2 separate regions of the Mus musculus genome follow, and region 1 is linked to region 2. A link is a contact called in public Hi-C data. All regions are on one chromosome and are shown on one strand. The core of a region is the stretch at or near the end of the contact, and the rest is flanking DNA. Distances in the headings are between cores, read along the strand shown. Region 1 holds the start of Prlh (prolactin releasing hormone). Region 2 overlaps Agap1 (ArfGAP with GTPase domain, ankyrin repeat and PH domain 1).

Evidence for each region. A called contact is a pair of places that touch in the nucleus more often than the background predicts.
Region 1: a contact with region 2 is called in a Hi-C map of cortical neurons. The contact joins the promoter of Prlh here to the enhancer-like site in region 2. A contact is called at or near these places in 6 of 39 promoter capture datasets (the 3T3-L1 cell line, frontonasal cranial neural crest, hippocampal neurons and 3 more) and 4 of 484 Hi-C or Micro-C datasets (B cells, cortical neurons and palatal mesenchyme).

What each region holds. Positions count from the first base shown.
Region 1 is chr1:90,951,363-90,954,387 of GRCm38.p6, forward strand. It overlaps Prlh (prolactin releasing hormone), which reads left to right and starts at 1,746. Exons shown (of 2, transcript NM_001101647.1): 1 at 1,746-1,842; 2 at 2,487-2,650. The coding sequence starts at 1,746. The coding sequence ends at 2,650.
Region 2 is chr1:89,655,511-89,658,418 of GRCm38.p6, forward strand. All of the region lies in intron 6 of Agap1 (ArfGAP with GTPase domain, ankyrin repeat and PH domain 1), which reads left to right. Among named protein-coding and RNA genes, the nearest start is that of 4933400F21Rik, 27 kb to the right of the region's middle. Within about 2 kb of position 1,376, at least 56 of the 459 cell types and tissues checked have an H3K27ac peak or open chromatin away from gene starts, as enhancers often do. A contact at or near this core is called in cortical neurons, where this site is marked.

The sequences.
Region 1 (3,025 bases), core at 496-2,995, 1.3 Mb after region 2:
CAACCAGAGTAGGAGGTACCCACCTGGGTTCAAGGGACTTCCTGGCCACAATTCCAGGAAGTCATGGCTCAGGTGGGACAAGTATTCAGAAGAGGCCATATTCTAGTTCACATTGAGAGGACGGGTGGACACGTCACTGTGGAGTCTGCCCAAAGGAGAGCGTGAAGAGGGGGCAGGGGGGGTGTTAATGTGTTTTAAAGCCACTTGGCCCAAATGAAATTATATAATTCAGGAAGGAACAAACCACGTCAGTGATGAGAGGTTTGGGTTTTTTTTTTTTTTAAGAAGGTAAAAAAAGAAAGGAAAGGAAAAAAAAGACGGAGTGTCTTGATGAGATGATGAGAGAAGAGACGTAGTGGAAACTGCAGGCTATAAGCAAAGACGCCATCTCAAGGAGGGGTCTGGGGGCGTCCTTTGCCTCCTTGTTGGCCTATAAAAGATAAGCAGGCAGGCAGACCTCACCTCACGCCCAGGCAGCCTTATCGCCACACTCAAGGGACAGAGAGAGGGTGAGTAACTTGGCAGTGCTGGAGAGGGCTGGGTGTTGCTGTGACTTCCAGCTTCTCCACAAGTGTTTTCTCTGCCAGGCTTACTGGGCAGCCAAGTGCGGGCACCAAGCAGGACAAGCAGAGAGAACTACCTGTGGTCTGTGGTCTAGGACCACACACCATTCTGGGGTCTCTGACACTCAAGGGCTGTCCATGATGGAGGGCAGGTGAAGGTGGCCCTCAGTGGGACACCTCAAGCAAAGCCCAGAAGGCACCCTCCAGAAAGGCTCAGAACTCAGGATCAGTTAGCATTCTCAGTCCCCATCACCCAGCCTGAGTGGGTGCAGTCTTTACAATGATTCATGGTGGCTCCTCCATTCCTCTAGTTAGGGTTCCCCTTCACTGTGTGGGACATCCCAGGAGGAGGAGGAGGAGAGGGTGGGCATTTAAAGAGCTCTGATGGACAGCGCTGTGTGGACAAGGAGAAGCTGGAGCGTCAAAGTCAGCTGGGGGGGGGTCTTCCTTGAGCATCTTCTAATAGGACCTGAAATGTCAGGGGTAGGAAGAAAAGGGTCCCCTGCAGGAAGTATCACAGGTGGATGCTATGTGGTAGGTCAGAACACTCCATCAGCAGGGTACCAGTTCCCATACACAGTGGCGGCAGCCTTCCCATGTCATTCAGGGGGACTCTGTGAGGAGAGGCCCATTCTGGAGTCTCAGCAAACTGAGTCTAAAGTCCTGGGTTATTGTAGAGGCTGTGAGGTGTGAGCTCTCTGGGGATGTGGGATGCTAAGTGTCCTCCATTGCCTGCCTGGCTCTCAGTGTCAGGAGATCCCAGACAAAGTGTGAGGAAAGCCTGGGCACTGAGGTTCCAATATGTTCCAACTCCTAGCTACCTCTGAGGTTGGGCAAATTGTTCTCCACCTCTGCTGACCACAAGGCTGCCCATAAATCTGCTTCCCACCAAGGCCTGGGTGTCTACCTCCCAGCTCTTGACACAGATGGACAGACAGACCCAAGGATGTCCCAAGACAGCCACCTGTGCACAGCTCACACCTCTCCCCTGATAATTGTAGCTATGTGCACTAAACATATGCATTTGCACACCTCATAGGCACGGACACGCACCACACACACACGTACATCTGTACAAACAACCTAGGGTCCCTCCTGGCTTTGTGCATACAACGTACTCTGCATCTCTACCCCCAGGCTTCAGGATCCAATCTCCAGGGCATCATCCAGGAAGCCGGAAGCATGGCACCGAGGACCTGGCTTCTGTGCTTGCTGCTGCTAGGCTTAGTCCTCCCAGGAGCTTCCAGCCGAGCCCACCAGCACTCCATGGAGACCCGCAGTGAGTGCCTGGCATATGGAGGACAGCCACTGTCACCTCCCATCCATATGCTTCCCAAATGCCTTGAGTACCCAGCCCCTGAATGGGAGGTTAGCCATCTCCTAAGCCAGTGGTTTCCAACCTTCCTAATACAGAACTTTTAATACAGATCCTTATGTTGTGGTGACCCCCAGCCAGAAAATTATTGTGATGCTGTTTTCATAGTTGTAAGTTTTGCTACTGTTATGGATCATAATGTTAATATCTGAAATGCAGGATGTCTGATATGCGCCCTTCCCCCCAAACAAAAGGGACACAACCCACAGGTTGAGAGCCTCTGGGATCTAAGCAAAAGCTACCTTACCATGCAGTCAGTTGGGAGATTGGTCCTGTTAAGATCTCCCCAGAATGGTCCTGTTTCCTGTCCTCATCATTCCCCTAACCCATCTTTGTGGGGTCCCTTAAGACTTTGGAGGATGACAGTCAGACAGGAAGAGAATACTGATCCTGGCATATGTCTAAATAAATTCCCTAAAGCCACACCACTGCCCAGATATGCCCAGCCAGTGTAATCAGGGTGGGTGCCAACATGGCCTGGTGCCCAGGTTTCCATCAGCTTAGGGGCTCCCGTGTCCCATACGCTGCTCTGACTCTTTCCTTTCCAGCCCCTGACATCAATCCTGCCTGGTACACGGGTCGTGGGATCAGGCCTGTGGGCCGCTTCGGGAGGAGGAGGGCAGCCCTGAGGGATGTCACCGGACCTGGCCTGCGGTGCCGGCTAAGCTGCTTCCCACTGGATGGAAGTGCCAAGTTCTCTCACAGCTCATGAAGACAGTGATGCTGAGCCCAAGCCCACCCTCCCTGTCCCCCCGCAGAGCCTCCTCCACCCTCCCTTTCCGGTTTTCCCTCTGATCTAATAAAAGTGCTGGCTTTGTTTATTGTACACTTGTAACTATGTGGTAACAAACCGGAAGGTGCTTTCTCTCTGGGGAGGGTAACCATGAAAGAAGCTCAGAACCCAGTAACCTCTTTGGAAAGAAGAGGCTCCCACCTGCCCCCAATAGAACAACTGAGATCGCTCATTACCAGGCCCCACAGAGGTTGTCCTGGTCCCTTAAGACCCTGCAGTGGGGGAAGGGAATGTTGATTCAGTGTTCCTATAAATTCCTGTTCCCCAAAACCACATCACTGCCCAGAAATGGGG
Region 2 (2,908 bases), core at 126-2,625:
CAACCCTAATAGGTAATTGCGACATAAATGAAGATAAATTTGTTTTAATACAACGAGATAAAAAGAATACAGACAAGAACTGAATCTCAGATTAAGAGTTCAGACTACCATTCATTACTTTAGGAAAAACTCAAAAGGCCTTGCCAGGAGAAATTACAGTGTGGCTTTTTAAACGTGTCTTAGATTAGAGGGCTTTTTTTTTTTTTTTAAAGAGAGTAATGGAAATATTGTCGAGGCTGAGGGCTAGCTCAGCAGTAGTATCCTTACCTGGCATGTTTAGGAATTTGAGTCTCATCCCAGTATTAAAAATGAAGAAAACCAAGCCTTCTTGAATGATTGAGACACATAAACACACACTAACTTATTGGTATACAGGTACTGGCAGATGGAAAGATGGGCATAGTCAGATGTATGTAGATATCTTGGTCTCAGGAGGAAGGTAAGTCACCATAGAGTCTCCATTCACCATGGCCACCAATCCATCCTCCCTTGATTTGCTGGTAGCCTGGGGACCCCAGTGGTGGCTCTCTGTTCAGAGCCTCTCACAGGGCTTGCACTGACAAGACTTCGAAAAGCAGAGGCCCAGAGGTCCACAATGCCTGTTCAATATTCCGGGCTCAGTTGCAGGAAAAGCCACCTTCTTCCTTAGTATTTGTTCTAGTTGGGAAACTGTTCTAAGGGTCTAGAGATAGGTTTTTAGGGAACATGGATGCAATTGGGCCAGCTAGTGTTTATGAATGAGAAGGGCTGGTGGTCATGCGGGATAGTTGGAAGGAACTAGACTTGAGAATAGCTGAGAGCAGGTTTGAATGGTGACAAGCAGAGACTTAAAGCCTGTTCTGGCAGTAGGACTCCCTTGCAGAGTCACATGACCACAGAAGGATCCCATGCTGTAATAGAAACTGTTAGGGGTAGCAGCAGTGTCACTGAGCTGTGAGACACCGCTCCCCCTTTAATAAGAGTCTTGCCGCACAGCCAGCCTGGTGAGCATTACCCTACAGGAAGGGTAGACTGACAGCAGCCAGTCTCTGGAGCCCAGAGCCACCCCAGCACACCCACAGCACACCTGAGTCCTGCAAGCCACCCCAGTGTTCTTATCCTCAGAACCAGTGTGGGTGTTCCTTGTTGCCTGCAGGCTGGCAACCACACACTCTGCATTTCGAAGCCTTGAAAATGAGTATCTAGTCCTCATTCTCATTTCTCTTCCTCTCATCTGTACTAAGCCTTCTGTCTGAAGCCCTCTGTCAGTCATCCCTTCCTGCATTCCCGTGGGTGTGAGGTGACGCATGTAAGCATTAAAGCATGCATCGAGTGCCTCTGCCATTTAGATGACCTCACAGCTTGGCTGGATCCCAGCAGGGTGTTCAGATGGCAGACTGCTGTTTCCTGGCTTGGGAATTACCTCCAGCTACTCGGGAGCCTGCGCTGCCTCTGCTTCTCCGTTCTCCTACGTCTCCCGTTTTGTTGGCTTGGTTTTGAAGCAGTGTCTCATGTAGAACAGGCTGGCCTTCAGCTCGCCAAGTAGCAAGGGATGATCTGACAGCCTCACTTCCACTTCCTAATGCCAGAATTACAGCTGTGCACCATCTTGACCAGTTTATGCCATGCTGGGGGGAGGGGAGCCCAGACTCCTCCATTCTTCACAGCCGAGCTTTTCCCAGCCTTGCTCTGTTTCCTCCTCCTTCTTGTTCTGTTCTGGCATAGCTTTCTCTTTCCTGAAAACTTAGGCACTGCATGAACAGCTGGTGGACAGAACATGCCTCCAACATGTACTGACTTTGCCATTTTTGTGGTGAGAAATTTTTCTTTCTTTTTTTCATTCCTAAGTCACACATTCAGAGCTATATGGATAACTTGGTAATTAATTTCTCCTTAATTAATAAGCTAGTTTAATGATCACTCTCCTGTAATTTAAAGTGGAGACATTAGTGGATCTTCTATTTGTCCCTGGAAGATTTACAGTCTGCAGTCATTTTTTGTTAATTATGGGGGTTCCCCAGGTGAGCCCCTTATAGCTCTCCACCAGGTCCTTTTGGTGAAAGGTATAATAGGCTTGTTTTGGCGCTGACTTACAAGAGAGAAGCATAAATCATGCAATGATTACTATCCAAAACGACTAAGCTTTTAAAATATTTTTGGGGCAAGGTGGATTGGCATATTTGTGACCCCAGAAGTTGGGAGATGTAGGCAGGAGGATTGCTGAAAAGATGCCAGCCTGGGCTACAAAGAAAGACTATCTCAAGTAGTCACTGTACAGTATAACTCATGTCCATCATGTGGCTGTTGGCCTTTATAAGCACAGCTGTTACAAACATTGAAAATACTATTTTTATTATTTTATATAAATATTAGTATAGTTAATTATCTAAAATAGTACCTTGAGAATGGGCCTTCCAACTCTAGGTTAGCATTTGCAACTGTTTTTCCCGTAGCAGCTCCCTTTTAAATCCTGTCTTCACTTGGGTCTTATCATGGGTCTTAAGTACTTTAGTCTGTATACTGATGTATACTGATGTATACTGATGGCAGGGCTGTGTGCCATTCTCAGCTCATAGCTCCTGCTCTTCCCACTCCTTGGTCGTCATCTGGAGCCTCTAGGGCAGCGGTTCTCAGACCCTAACGCTGCGACCTTTTAATACAGTTCCTCAGGTTGTGTTGAGCCCCAACTATTAAATAATTTTCATTGCTATCATAGTCATAATTTTGCTGCTGCTATGAATTGTAATGTAAATAGTTTTGGAGAGAAAGGTTTAGCAAAGAGGGTTGCAACCCACAGGTTGAGAACTGCTGCTCTAGAACCTTGTGGGAATTGATTTGAGATCTCTGGGTGTTCTAGAAGAGGTGGCAAGACTTGTGTTAAGGTAGGGCTATCACAGGAGTTCAGAAATCCACCCTTAACCCATATAAG